3 separate regions of the Mus musculus genome follow, and regions 2 and 3 are each linked to region 1. Evidence: chromatin contacts called from public HiChIP or PLAC-seq data. All regions are on one chromosome and are shown on one strand. Each heading gives the region's core, a stretch centred on a gene start, on an enhancer-like site or on the middle of the called end of the contact. The rest is flanking DNA. Distances are from core to core; before and after follow the strand shown. Region 1 has its middle 67 kb from the start of Gm38537. Region 2 has its middle 98 kb from the start of Gm40048. Region 3 overlaps Lhfp (lipoma HMGIC fusion partner).

The links. HiChIP or PLAC-seq counts read pairs in DNA pulled down with a chosen protein or histone mark.
Region 2: a contact with region 1 is called in an H3K27ac HiChIP or PLAC-seq map of large pre-B cells, with 3 times the contacts expected there. The contact joins two enhancer-like sites. A contact is called at or near these places in 1 of 115 datasets of contacts at active chromatin or transcription factors (large pre-B cells) and 1 of 9 other capture datasets (embryonic stem cells).
Region 3: a contact with region 1 is called in an H3K27ac HiChIP or PLAC-seq map of large pre-B cells, with 3 times the contacts expected there. The contact joins two enhancer-like sites.

Annotation. Positions count from the first base shown.
Region 1 is chr3:52,397,940-52,402,977 of GRCm38.p6, reverse strand. No RefSeq gene overlaps it. Among named protein-coding and RNA genes, the nearest start is that of Gm38537, 67 kb to the left of the region's middle. Within about 2 kb of position 2,502, at least 211 of the 459 cell types and tissues checked have an H3K27ac peak or open chromatin away from gene starts, as enhancers often do.
Region 2 is chr3:53,295,021-53,300,058 of GRCm38.p6, reverse strand. No RefSeq gene overlaps it. Among named protein-coding and RNA genes, the nearest start is that of Gm40048, 98 kb to the left of the region's middle. Within about 2 kb of position 2,663, at least 8 of the 459 cell types and tissues checked have an H3K27ac peak or open chromatin away from gene starts, as enhancers often do.
Region 3 is chr3:53,234,318-53,239,355 of GRCm38.p6, reverse strand. All of the region lies in intron 3 of Lhfp (lipoma HMGIC fusion partner), which reads right to left. Among named protein-coding and RNA genes, the nearest start is that of C130075A20Rik, 140 kb to the right of the region's middle. Within about 2 kb of position 2,810, at least 9 of the 459 cell types and tissues checked have an H3K27ac peak or open chromatin away from gene starts, as enhancers often do.

The sequences.
Region 1 (5,038 bases), core at 1,253-3,752:
TAAATACTTGGAGCTACATGTGGACCCTGCGTAACTGAGTTTAGTACCCGCCAGACTTTCGATTCACTAGAGTCTGAGTGGTCTTCCCATTACAATAGAATGCACAGAAGAAAAAAAAAATCATTGGTAAGATTTTAATTTTTGTTGTTGTTGTTAATTTATCTCAACAAAAGTTCACTGGGACTCGATTTAAAAAGTTTGCCAGAGACAAGGAATGGCCTGGCTCTCTGTCACTGTGTTACCATGGGGCTGGCTGTTACTGCAATCCCATGGGGCTGACACTGTCATTGTACTGCCATACCAGCCCAAATGCTCTGTGTTTCTAGAAGCAGAAATGGTATTTGGCATTTTGATTGGCAACCCTAGTTGGGCTATTACCTGTGATGTCTGGGATGGGCTCTGTTCACATAAGCATCAGATAATCTTCCGACCATCTATCTACCTATTAATCTGCCTATCTATCTATCTATCTATCTATCTATCTATCTATCTATCTATCTATCTGTTGTTCAAGACAGGATTCTCACTATGTAGCTCTGTTTGCCCTGGAACTCACTGTAACATGGAACAGCCAGCCTATCTATCTATCTATCTATCTATCTGTTGTTTAAGACAGGATTCTCACTATATAGCTCTGTTTGCCCTGGAACTCACTGTAACCTAGAACAGCCTCGGAACTCACAGAGACCCCTGCCTCTGTCTCCTGAGTGCTGGGATTAAAGGTGCCACACCTGTGCTTGGCTTTTTCAAAGAGCCTCACTTTTAAAGTTTTGTGAACGTCCAGAAATGAAACTTTAGAAAAACGTTTTGAGGCCAGTAAATTCCAAGGCCATCTTCGATTCTGTCTGGTCCCGAGGACTCATTTCTATGTCCTGGGATATTTATGATTTTGCATCAAACAGGATAACTAAAGTAAAACAGAAATAGAAAAAGTTTCAGTGCCCTGCCTACAGCTTCTAAAAGTTAACTATTTGGCAATGCTTCCCAGTCCTTAAACGCTATTCCCGAGGAGAGCGAACACTTCTAGCACCTCCCTCGCCCATTCTGGCGTTCTGCCCCTCCCAAGCCACCTGGCCCCAGTTCCTGACGCCCACCCAAGTGGTCCTGCCTCAAGGGTCATCCAGCTGAGCTCCCACTGTGCCTGTGAGCCTCTTCCAGGGATGTCCCCACTGAGGCGTGTGAACAAATGCCCTGTACAGACTCCCAGGCACAGGCAGAGCAAAGCAAGACAGCTTTGAGGCATCTGCCAAGGAGGGCGAAGGCCGGCTTTGAAAGCACTTCTCCGAGAGTTTGCCAACTCGTGGGACTTGGCAAGCCCAGACAACAGCGCTAAGGCAGAGAAAGCCCCTGGATCGGCCTCCCAGGAGGGCTCCACGCCCACCCCCACCCCCTTCTCTTTTCACCAGACCCAAGAGATGCAGGCCTGGTGAGGGAGCCGGTGGGCTCAGGCCTGATGAACGGAGGCTACCTCTCAGCGGCCCCATCCCCACCCCATCACGGCTGCCGCCCTCAATCGGGAAGCACGCCTCTCTCCTGCTAGCTAATGGCTGAGAAAAGGGCAGCGGTTTTCCAAGTTTGTGGGGCACGCAGGAGTGGCCAGGCAAGGACTGAGATCAGACAGAGGTGACAGAAGTATGAAAAGGAAGCAGTAAAAATCCGCCAGCCACAGGCGACGCCCTCTCTGCTCTGGGCGACAGTCAGGCCCGTGATTCAGCGCGAATAAAGAGCCCATAGGGGGAGTCTGGTTGGGAGTTGAGTGCGCCAAACTTTGTCATAACTCAGATTCTTCATCTGTGAAAGAGGCATGAAAGACTTGCGCCCTTGGGAGCCACTCGGTAAAGTCTCCTCGTTTAATCAATTCACAAATTGCAAATCTAAATCCTAAATGCCCAATCCACTGGTCTGCAGTAATGGACGAATAAGGACAGGCTGTTTGTTTTCCCTGCCCTGCTCTCCAAGGCCCCAGACTCACAGCGGGCAGGACGTTCTTCCTGTGGCTGCCAGAAAGAGTGCAGAGGGCAGTGTTATTCAAGGTCATTTGCAAGAGGCGAGGACCTACCTGCCACAAAGGGTCCTTGAGAAAATGCAAATGGCCTAGGATTTAAGGCAGGACTCCCACTGGGAAGAGCAACCCGGGGCACCTGGAAAATTTAAAAGTAGAAAAGAAAGCCTGTAGCCTGCAGAGGTAGGTCGGGGGCAGAACTGTCAGCCCTGGATTATTCTAGCCCCATCAACGCTAAAAAAAAAAAAAAAAAAAAATTGAAAATTAAGCACCAGGTCACTCTAGAGGGCAGAGTGAGGATTTAAAGTGTTTCTGGCCTATAGGGAAAGACACACCCTCCAGGTGGCAGAACTACCATACACCCTCAAGGCAGTTAAGAAGGGAACCATTCCAGTCAGGACTCCCAAGAGGGGCTGGGGGCAGAAGTCAGCTCTCTGTCGACCTGCTCTGGGCACCCTTACCTCCCCTGGGTGATTCTGAGTGCAACTGCTGGTTCGTGTCAAAATCTGACCGGAGGCCACGCACAGGTGCAGGAGCACAGGAAGGCATCCTCGGAAGGAAGCCGCCTTGCCTGATTTAGCTAGATTTTTGTTTTTCCTTTGTGGCTTTGAAGTGGCAGTTTCTAGGGAAACCTCGACACCCTCTGAAGGGGTAGGGGGGGTGGTGCGTTGGAAGGTGGGGGGGGGGGGGCGACTAAGGACTGCAGGACATCTCCGAACTGAGGCCACAAGGCTATCAGATAAGCCCAGGCCTGGGGCAAGTTAAGAGCCAATCTGTTGACACTGGAGATGAGAGCAGCACTCCTGTCCTCTGATCTGGCAGCCAGCAGAGTGGCCAGACCAACACACGCCTGACTGATGCCTGAAGATGCCGAGGAAGGGCTGAGGGGACAGAAGACCAAGCAACTGACTTCTCTTAGGAGGCTTCCCAGAGGGCTTCCTGGAAGAGGTGGCTCTTGTGTTTGTTACTGAATGAAGGGTCGGATTTCCATAGCTAGGGAAGGCAGGTAGAGGGGAAAACAGAAGCCCAAACCGACAGTAATAAGAACAAACCCATGGCTAGATTATAGGGTGAGAGGCTTGGGGGAGGGGGGGGGCGAGCATCCCAGCCAGTTTCAAGATGTTGAAAATGAGGACGAGGACAATTCTGAGGGAGAGAAGAGCATTCCTAATTCTGTCTGTACGTTAACTCAGGCCACACTGCAGAGACAGGCAGTGTTTGGAATCCTCTAGAAGACCTGACTGAGTGAGAGAAGAAGCTGAAGCACGGAGTCTGAGCCAGTGGTATGAGGGTAGGGAAAAGGTGACCCAGGTTATAGATCAGACAGGCTGGGCACCGGAAGTAAAACTATGCACCTGTGACAACAAAAAACAAACAGAACTGGCATGGGGAGTAAGGAGGGTGTTGTTGAATTTGGTGAATTTGGGGGAAGAAACAAGTTTGAGCTACAAACTCAGTTCTGGAGAGCGGCTAATGAATTAAGTAACCAGCTGATGCTGTCAAAGCTAAGACCAATTGCTAGTGACCCAGGTTGCTGCCTACGGGACTCTGCCTAGATTGGTGGTTGCAGCAGTCATTAGGTGAGTCCTCAGACACTGGAGTATGTCATGTTAACAACACAAGGGCTTCACTCTGTTTTGCATCAGCACCTCCAGACTGACAACGGTTGACGTTACCCAGTAACAAAAAGTCAAAGTCAAAAAGTCCTTTTGTAAGGGTCAATGGTTCACTGGAGAAGGATACTCCGGACTCAAATAGTATGTAAATGCAAAGAGTGTTTTATTCTGCAGAAGTCCAGCATGCTGGGGGCCTCCCATTACTGAGATAGAGAGACAACCAAATGAGCTCGCAGGCCTGATTTAAAGCACATTAGGGGATTCAGGGTATGTAACCTATATCTTGCTGCATCTCTAGGGACAATCCATTGCCAGGGCTTGGGGGCTGGAAACTGTCGCTGTGGAAGTAACTGAGGAGGTCTGAAAATGGCTGCTGACCCATTGTCCTTGCCTCAGGCCAGGTGGCATGGCAGCTTCTGAGGTGTGAACTTGCCCAGTTCTTGGAAATAGAGATTTAGGCCTTGTCTCCTGAACTGCCAATTTGAAACCTGTCATGGCATCAGTCTAGCCTGCTCACTTTAACTTAACTTCTTTCTCATTAATTAACTAGAGATAGTCCTTTTGGTAAATAGTCTCTAATTGATGTTAATTCCCAGCTGCCAGCAGAAAGGTCAGTGAGATTAGCCTGGGTGGGGAGTGGGGGGGTGGGGGGGGAGAGCAGAGCATATGGAGAAATGAAGAGGGAAGGGGTGAGGGGCGTGGATGGCCGGAGCAGAGGCTAAATGGTGTAGCTGCGGAGGTGGTTATAGGAAAAATGTTAAGATGAACACAGAGGCACCCTGGGCTGGCCTTCCCCCTCCAACAGGGAGAACACCGACCCTTGGGGTTTAGAGTTTGGCCTAATAGTTCACTCTCAGGTAAGGGTCACGCACTCCTCCTCAGGTTGTCTGGCTATAACCTTTGACCCCCACAACCTGTCTGACCTACACAATCATTTCAAAATGGGCTGATGCTTGCTAAAGCATCCCATGAAGAACAACATAGGCATGGGCTGAAACTCGGGAGGGAGCATGTACTAACAGCACCTAAGAGGCCTCCCGCCCATCAACTGTCTGCAAGGATGAAGAAGCTATGAGACATCAGAAAGCCCACAGGCCTAGTTGTGTACAGCAGCTGTTTAATGCACGGTAGTACATTTATCTGCCACCAAATCTGTGGCAGGTAAGCACACAGAGCTGTGAGCAGCCACTGTGCAGGGGATCCTTGTCACACGCAAGCAGCCCTGTCCTTCGAGAAGGCTGGAGCTCTCTTCGGCCCAGAGGAGACTAATCTCGCTTCTCTTCCTCTACAGAGGAGCACAAAGCAAAGGCCTTGCCCCAGCCCCACAGCTTGGCAAGAGAGAAAATAAAGAAGACCTTTTCTCTTCAAAGCTCTGGTGTCTTTGAACTTTTCGAAGAGCTTTTGGATGGCTGTTGTGCAT
Region 2 (5,038 bases), core at 1,414-3,913, 900 kb before region 1:
GTCGGGAGAGAAGCAAGGAACAGTTGAGATCGGCTCTATAGAGTATGAAGATCCTTTTTTAAAAAAACAAAGTTGTTAGCCCCTCATAGCATTCGTATAGTTAAGAAAATTTTTTCTATATGTGTCAGGCCTATGATTGATGGGGTTGCATAAAGGAGAAGTCTTCAGAGTCTTCTAGCCTGACTCCACAAGTCACTAGGACATGCTACCTGGAATCTCAAAAGACCTGAGAAACGCTGATGTAAACACACATGTCTCCTGGTGTAGAAGCAGATAGGCCCTTCCCACACTAAGTAGTCTGGGATAGAAACAATCTGTATACAGGGGCTGTTTTCATTTACAAAGTGTATCAAAGTAATTTTTATTATTGTGCAGAAAAGAAATTATAGCCAAGCACACTTTTAACTCCAGCACTTGGGAGGAAGAGGAAGGCAGATCTCTGTAAGTATGAGGCCAGCCTGGTTTACAGAGCAAATTCCAGGACAGTCAGTGTCACACAGTGAACCTTGTCTTGAAAAAACCAAATATCAAACATATATAAAAATCTCCATATATTCTAATAGCAAATAGATTTGTCCTCATAGAGTTTTTCTGTGAGAGAGTTAATGATTCAAGTAAAGAAAAAGGAATAAACACTTACATGAAAAATAGAACATAAAAATTTCAAAAAAAAAAAAAATAGGGAAAACAAACAAAGGTAGGGCTGGGGAGATGCTCAGTAGTAAAGACCATGGCTGCTCTCGCAGAGGACTCAGGCTGAGCTTCCTGCGTCCATTTGCAAGGTCATTATCATTTGTAACTCCAACTCTAGGGGATACCACGCTCTCTTTTACCCTCTCTGGGCACTGCACATGCATGGTACACATATAAACACACAGGCAAAATTTCATACATGTAAAATAAAGATTGAAGATTTGATTTTCTAGAAGAGAAGACAGAAAAGTTTATTGTTTGTTTTTTTAAGGTCAAGGTATCTAATATTCTGAAATAGGTATTTGCTGGCTAACCTGGCAGGTTTGGAGGCTACACTTGAGTATATTAGACAGTTCCGTGGTGTCTCCACTATCCTTTTGCGGGCTGTTTGATTTATCCTTCAAAGTATCATTTTCATGACATTGAAAAAAATCATCTTTTTACATCAAAACTAAGACTCTGGGAAGATTTGTGCGAACATCATGGTTTGTTGTCTTTCTATCATCAGAAGACCTCAAATAATTTTCTATGTGGTCGGGATGATAACAACTTAGTCATGTGACTAGTGGCCATGCTTAATATAATCCATAGTGAGAACACTGGCAGCAAATAGGAGTGGTAGTCTCATCTGTAAGCCTAGAAGCAGCTGTTGGTTTACAAGGACCTAGAAACACACTCCTTAATTTCTTTCTACTTCCACAATAGTTAAGTCTTACAGAGGCTAAAACCCTGTTCACATAGATACTTAAGACCAGTCATAGAGGATCCTGAAGGAAAATTACGTTCACACTCTTCAAGGGCACTTGTCTGTCTGTGCGACTTCTGATGCTCTCAGAGAAGACGCCATGCAACTTTAACATCAAGTCTGTGCTGGAGGAAAGCTAAGTGCCCACTGAGTGATGAATGACTAAGGAAGAGATGGCGCACATACTGAGTAGAAGAGAAAGCAGTCATAGAAGCATTACATCCTGTCATTGCAATACACCGACGGAGCTGGAAATCACTATGTTTAGAGAAATAAGTGAGGGCCAGCTTGGTGCTACCACTCAGGTAGAATCTAAAAGTAAAGTTGATCTCACAGAAATAGACAGGAGAATGGTGAAAGCCAGAGAAAGCAAGCGAGTGAGCAGCATTCCTCTATGGTTTCTGCTTGAGGTCCTGTCCTGACATCCTTTTATAAGATTATAATGTGTTTGATGTAATAAACCCTTTCCTCCCCAAGTCACTTTTGGTGGTTGTGTTTATCACGCCAACAGAAAGCAAACTAGGGCATGTGTGTGTGTCTTGATTTATACATCATGACATCATGTGACTCCTCTAAACACAGCTTCTATAAATACCAAAGGGGAGAGAGCTCCCCCTTGTAAGAAACTCTGAGGTTTATGTTTATAGGTAACTACCCACTCAGATATAACCTTAGACACACTTTGTTTTAAAGCATTGCAAGCTCATGTCCTCTCTTAGGCATGCCATCCAACACTGTAGCATTGTAAACTTCACACTGGACTGCATGGGTGAAGTGGGGTAAAGGAAGACTCTAATGCCCTGGGCGGCTTCTCTGTTGCAGGGGATCAGAGCCCAGGCCTTTGTGGTTGTGGAGCAAACAGTTTTCTAAGCCATGATGGTTTTGCCCTCAACAATGAGGGTCGTTCTGCTCTCATGACTCCGCTTCTCTTCTTTTACACGAAGAAGCCCCGTGGGATCAGAAAACGGGGAGGTTTGTTCTTCTGAAGTAGAATAGGGACAAACTGGAGGGTGCTCTGCTTCAGGTCCCAGGAATCATATCCACCCCAGTGATTAGTATCCATTAATGTCTGGGGGCCATTTACTCAGAGTTAATTACTTATAACAATCTGAAAGGAGATACAGATTGAAACCAGAATAAAAACAAATCATTCCAGAACGGTACGCTCTGCACAGGTGCCAGGCTGGGCTTGTCAGCTGGCAGTCAGTTCCTTAGAAACTGGTGGCTCACAAGCCCTGTGTAAGAGTGTCGGGCAACTTCCTAACTGCACGGGCTTGGCGAATCTCATAAGTCCTCCTTTAGACTGTGACCTTTTAATTAATGTGGACCAATCTACTGTCTCTGGGGGTTAATTATGATGTTTGATTCCTGATCCCCATGTGGTAATGAAATAAACTCTGAAAAACCCACTCACAGTGTGTCAGACCAGGTATCCGTGTACGAGCTGGATCATGCATTTGTGGGTTGGGAGCCAGGAGAGCCAGCTGCCACTGTGAAGTTATCTGTATCATTTGATTATTGCTGTAGCAGTAAATTACCACAGTTGAGTTTTACATAATACTAATTTATTATACTCATTCCTGTAAGAAGTCACGGACTAGTCAGGCTCAATTGTAGCCAGTCTTTGTTACTTTGTGGGTTCTTCTTTTTTTCATCCTTCATCTTTAGGGAAGTCTTATCCTTCATTTCCCTGGATTTACCCCCCATCACTAGATAATAAATCTTTCTTTTTGTTTCTTCTTTGAACACAACTACTAACAAACCAGAACCAACCCCCTGCATGACCAACAATCACCACCAACTTCCTCTCAGGGCCCTAAGCACTTATGCACCCTCTGAAAAGTTCCCAGAATTCCAAACATCACCCAATTGCAGAAATTATCTGCAGCTGGCAAAACCGTGCTTCTGCTAGAGCATGGGGGGAATTATGGTCCGCTACTGCCCATCATCCAAAGCAGCCCCTCATCCTTATACCTGGGGCTAAAATGACTGAAAACATCACTCAACTCAACCAGGTTTCCAGGTAGAATCTCAAGGGTCTGTGACAGCACAGTTCAGCGAGGCTCAGACCCCGCTTCCGTGATGGCCGGTCCTTACCGGATCTGCTCATGGTTCTCCCCTGGCAAAGGCAGCAGTGCTGGTGTTTTAGTTGATGCTCTGTTGCTGTGAAGAGACGCCACACCTATGGCAATTCTTATAAAGGCAAACACTTAATTGGGACTGGCTAGCAGGTCCAGTAGTTTAGTCCACTCTTGTCATGGTGAGAAGCACGCAGGCGCTCATGCTAGCAGACATGCTACTAGACAGGAGCCAAGAGTTCTACATTTAGATCAGCAGGCAGTGGGAAGAGAAAGAGGAAGCCACTGGGCCTGGCTTGAACTTCTGAAACCTCAAAGCCCACCCACCTATTACAACAAGGCCACACCTCCTAATTCCTATCAAGTCGTGCTAATCCCTTAGGACCAAGCATCTAAATATATGAACCTCTGGGGGCCATTCCTATTCAAGCCACCACAGTGGTTAGGACAAATATATGTGTGCCACTCTTGTACCTTTATGCAGGGCTACCTTGCAATGCTTGTTGTGGTGGTTCCTAGACATCACAGCCAGGCAGGACTATTGGTTACTTCACTCCTGTGGCAGTTTGTATAGCACCATCCACTCCCATGAGATCTGGCCCCCAGGGAAGACGCTTTCAGGTCAGACCCAGCTTGGATCCTCTGAGTCGAGTCCTGTGTTAGACAGGTATGGTGTCTTTGGCAGTAGGGATTATGTCATCCTCTGGGAGGTAAACAAGGTAGCTTATGCTGCTTGGGGAGTCTCGTGGACTCCCCTGGCCAAAAATGCTTGATATTGGGATATTTGTTAGATGGGATGACTTTTGTTTTTAAAAGGCAGAACAGAACTTTCAGTAAATAGGGGTGACTGGCCTAGATCCATGAGGCAGAGGTACGGTGTGGGTACAGGAATGGGAACCCCAGAGCAGTGGTTCATAGTGGAAAGAAGTCTGAATTTTCACTAGAATATGTTATTTTGTTCTATTGAAAGCTGTGGGGCAAGAGCAAGAGGTACATATTACCTATCCTGATGCAATAATATATTGAAAATCAAGTGTTCCAGTTGGCTGACTCACAAACATCAAATAATAAAATAAACTCCTATAGCTAAAAGCCAGTGATAATATTTCATATTCTGTTAGTAGCATTATTGAGTAGCTAAAGACTTACTTGGTTTAAAGACTTCATATGTATATGTGAAATGAAAAGACTTAAAACGATTAAGCGGTTTCAAAAGCACATTAAACACAATTATGTGTTGAGCGGTGGCAGAAAGAATGAAAAGGAACTTATTTCCCGTCTTCAAGCCACTTGAAACTTAGTAGGGTAAGTTAACCCAAGACAGCAAGAAAGAAAAAAAATTAATAAAGCATCACAGATCAAAATGATGTGCTTGGCTCCCCTCCTGTGAGGCCATTATAGAGAGATCTTTCAGCAGTAAAGAGATAATTAAGGTTTTGACCCTCTCTGATGCTAATAACTCCCACAGGACAAAGAAGCGTCTCTTGTTCCAGAAGCTCTCAGCCACCCACAGTGGCCACAG
Region 3 (5,038 bases), core at 1,561-4,060, 840 kb before region 1:
AGGTTTGGTAGTGCATACCTTTAATCTGGGCCATATCTTCTGCTGGAGGCCAACATAAAGACATTGGAAGAAGGAAGACTCACTCTTCTTTGCCTGCTTGCACTTACTTGCCAGCACATCTGTTGAAACCTACTTCTTTAGGATTCCAGCTTATACAGAAACCAGCCTAAACAATGAGCCTCGTAGGACTGAGCAACTACTAGATTTTTGGACTTCCCATTCACAGTTGCCCATTGTCGGGTTAGTTGGACTGCAGACTGTTAATCATTACAATAAATTCCCTTAATACATAGATACATTCTATAAGTCTGGTGACTCTATGGGACCCTGACTAATACAGTGGTCATTATTTAATTGGCAGTGAGAAGGATTTTTCCTTGGGTTGGAAATGCAAAAAATGACCCCCATCTTTCCAATGCTGGGATGCTTAGCACATACCAGCAGCACGATCTCCAGGACAGAACACACAGTGGCTTCTTAATCAAATTAAATAGCAAAATGAAAGCAATAATTACTCAAATTTACTTGGCAAATTAGCAAGACAAATTAATTGAAACGCTCCTTTTGAACATAAGGATATAATTATAAAGTCTTCGCTGGATAAAGATATCTCTGAGGCATGAATTAAACCAATTTGACAATCTGATTATGGGCACCCCAGGTTTAATATGTAAAAAAAAAAAAAGAACACATTAAAAGCACATATTCAAAACAGCCCCATCAAGGGCAAATCTCTCCCAGGCTTTCTTTCTATGTCAGGTGCTCTGTTGTTCCCTGGATTGTTTCTATCACTTACACTCTTGTTCTCTCAACAAATAATGGAGACAGCACAAACCACCATTGATCCTTGTTATAACCACAGGCTACAAGGATGAAATAAACTCTGATGCCTGACAAAGGAAGACAATGTTGGTGGCTTTTCTCTTCTTAGCATTGATGGCAACTCACAAATCTCCATAAGAAACTAACTCAGACAAACTATCCCTGGAAGTAGTTTGCTGTTTGAGGGTAGATGTGCAGCCAGGCTGACCCAACTTGAAAAGTTGGGAAGGGAGAGAAAAGGAGAGATGAGAGATGGGAGATGAGGGAAAGGGGGAGGGGGACAGGGAGGGAGGGAGGGAGAGAGAAGGGGGGAGGGATGCTATTGCATTACTGGGGAGCAGCTTGCCCAATGTGAACTATGGTGCTCAGAGCTATCAGTGCCAAACACGTCTGTGAGGAGAATGAGCTCAGGCTAACGCCAGCCTATAGATGACAAATGGTTGCAGCCATTCTGCAGATGGTTCTCAAACATGAACCCCAGCCTGCATCTCTGAGACCCTGCCCAGGTAAGTTTGCCTTGCCTGGTCTTGTCTTATGCCATTTGAAATGTCCTCTTTGTTTTTGTCAATTAAAATCAGATTTTTTAAATCTAACCTTAAAAGCATCCTAATTTATGTAAATGATCAGTATTTAAAATACCAGTGCGAGGGGGCTGGAGAAATGGCTAAGCAGTTAAAAGCACTATTTTTCTAGAAACCTGGACTTTGTTCCCAGCACCTACAAGGCACCCATGGTCTGTAACCCCAGATCTAGGAGAATCTGACATCTGTGGGTATGAGGCACACACACAAAGCACATATATACATGTAGTCAAAACACGCATATACATAAAAAAATCTATAAAAATAAACACTACTGAGAAAATAATAATTTGTGAGATATGAGAATGAAACATTTACTTTCTCAACATGACTACTTCTGATTCTCTTGTCAAAGATTGATAACTACGGTCAAGGTGGATGCAAGGTTGGTGGAGATTCAGACACTCACTGTCCAACCTGTTTTTAAATGAGTAAATTTATAAATACGTCTTTCTTCCTCATAAATCAGTGTCATTGGAAGATTAGCATTGCAATGCTGTCTGATTGGTCCAAGCAGTTACTACTGCAAAGCTGGCTCAAAGCTCTGGCGTTAATATGAAAACTCTGGACAAATCAGTGACAGGAAAACACCTAGGCATGCAAAGAACAAAACACCGGCATCATCAGTAAACAGTCTTTTCTTTCCTCTCTAGGACATAGACATGTCTGAGCTAGACCCTTTCTATACTGCATTAGGGCCACGAATGTAAACTTTCTATGAAGACCTTTCCTGCCTATTACATACATTTTCTGGGACAGTTAAAATGTTTGCTCTGGAGGTCCTTGCTAACTTCTAAAGTTGCTTCTACAAAACCCTGCTGAAACAGAAAATCTAAACATAAAGAAGGCTCCTTTCGGGCCGAATCCATTCACCTCCCTGCAGCCTAACCGTCCATACACCCTCAAGGACACCCAGGCTCAATCCGTACCCATGCCAATCCTATACAGCCATGAGGGTTCAGCTGTGACACCCCCCGCCCCAGGGAAGGTCATGCGGTCCTGAGTTAGTATTGGTAAATCACAACATCAAGCTGCTTTTAGCTACAAGTAAGTAATGGAAGCACACAGCGCCCTTAGGGAAATGAACATCGGTGTGTGAGCAATGTCTGAAAGGTCCAAGGGAAGACAAGATTCAGAGGTGACAGATCTTGGGCTGGCTCTGTTGTCCACCTCTGCTCCTCTCTGCTGCTTACGTACTCCCTTCTGGAGTGTGTGTGAGTGTGTGTGTGTGTGTGTGTGTGTGTGTGTGTGTGTGTCTCGAGGCCAGGGTAGGACAGCATGGTTTTGGTTCCTCTCCTATAGGCATGTGACCCTTTTCTCCAAAACCTCAGATAGCATCTCTAGAGTCACTGACTCCGTGATGCACAGACTGGTGTGGGTCACAGGGGATCTGCAGTGCTCACCACATGATTTTCCTCTGCTGCCCATCAAGGCATTTATATAGCACAGTAGCATAACAGAACAGGGCTGTGTGTACAGTTGCTTTTCCACTGTCCCAAGGGCATCACCGGCTGCTGTAAGGATCAGTGAATGAGCATACCCTTTCAAAGAGGAACAATTTTCTAATGTGTGACAGGTCATGTTTGGCTGGGATCACACATCATCTTCCTGTCGTTCCACTGTCTGCCTTTGTAAATAAATATTGCCCTTTGTCCATAATCTTTCATGTTCCAGTTGCTGGGTTGAGTAGTCGTGGCAGAGACGCATCATTCGCCATGTTGGAAGCATTACAATCTGGCTCTTTCTAGAAATGCTGTCCTACCTCTAGCCGAATCTCAGCAGCTGGAGTAGAACAGCATCAGCAAGGCAATCAGCATGAATGATGTAACAGCCACACTTCCCGTCTAACACGCTTCAGAAGTCTTAATTCCATCACACCTCTTGGTGTGATAAAGGGGTTGTTTTAGCTCACAGTCCATCAGAGCAGAGCAGTCAGAGCAGCAGGAGCCTGAGGGAGTTGGCCACATGTCACCCATAATTAAGAGAAAAGACAACAATGCATTCACGCCAAACCCAGCTTACTTTCTCTAATCTCATACAGTTTAGAATACCCTGAGTAGGAAGTGGTGCCACCCACAGTGGGCAGGGCTCCCCACCTTAACTAATGCAATCAAGATAACCCCCACTTGCTCACAGGCCAACCTAATCTAGACAACCACTCACTGAGACTCTCTTGCTAGGTGATGCTGGAATGTCAACTTAACAATTAAAACTGAGCAGTACAGGTGCATATTATATGTTTTATATTTGTCTCTCTTTCTAGTTTTAAGTTCCTAAAGGGCAATAAATAGTGACTTGTTTTATTTTTTACTGATGCTGTCTCCCTGGCCCCCTGTGAATGGTCTGGTGAACTCCAGGCTCTATTATCCCATGGGAGGAAGTTGTGCCAATACACTGTCTCCTTCCAGAGGAAGGAGACATAAACTCAGGTTCTCATAAGTGGCAGAAGCAAGGGGCGACTGTGGTCCTCATCAGGTATGGCTGAATGTAGGACTCTGAGTGTTCCCCGTCTGCTGGGCTTATCTACCCTGTCCTAGGGGCCTTGACAAGTTAGCATCACAGTTCGAGACATCACTAAAGTCCCGAAGCTCAGCGTGATCCCTGTAATGAGGGAGGGCGACAGTTTCCTACAGGAGGTAAGCAAGAGCAGTTATGCGGGACAGGTCTACTAATGGTTCTCTGCTTCTCCTCTGAAGTCTTTTGAAAGAAAAAGAAATGTCAGAGTTCCTAAAAATAGAACCTGTAAAAAAAAAAAAAAAAAAACAGCTCAATAAGCAAAAGCTATTTACTCAGGGGACCTAGAGCCGTTTTAATCTTGAGATAGAGTCAGTTCACCCCCCACCCCCATCATCCAGTCTAAGAGAAACTTAAAAACAAATGGGCAGAAATTAAATCACATAGGCTCTTGAATAGCTAATGTGGTTTTAGTAAATAAATAATTAGAGGCTGGAGAGACAGCTCAGAGGTTGAGAGCACTGGCTGCTCTTCCAGAGGACCTAGTTTTATTTCCAGCACTCCCATGGCAGCTCACAGCCATGCATCTCCAGGTCCAGGGCATCTGGTGCCCTCTTCTGGTCCCTGAGGGCACTGCAGGCACATTGACACATAGACATGCAGAAGAGGATGTTTTTATTTATATATGTAAATTTAAACAAATCTTGAAAAATTATTGTAAACAAAAAAAACCAGTAAAGAGGACATTCAATTTTTTTAAAATTGGACATTTTTTTTTTTGGGTGTGCACTGTTGATAAAGCACAGGATACTAGGGTCCAGCCAGTCTCCTTACCCTCTGTTAATTAATTCAACAATGCATCAAAGCAAGAGGTCAGCAGAGGACAGGATTCCGGTCAAGTTGGGGCCCGTGTTAAGAAGCTAGGAATGCTTCAAACACCAGGGAAAGGAAAAGCCAAACAACATTTTAAAATATTACCCCTGGACATAGTATGCACTATGCAAAAGCAATCCAAACTCGGGCAAGCTTGTACTCGAAGCAGGGAGAGGAGACTCAAGCTGTTGCTTGCAGTAGCTATGCATATTACACTGCTTTCTACTGAGGGCGCCGGTGTCCCCCTGAGGAAAGCAGGGTGACTGTCATCCAGTAAGCCATAGGGAAGCTACTTCATTTTCACAGTC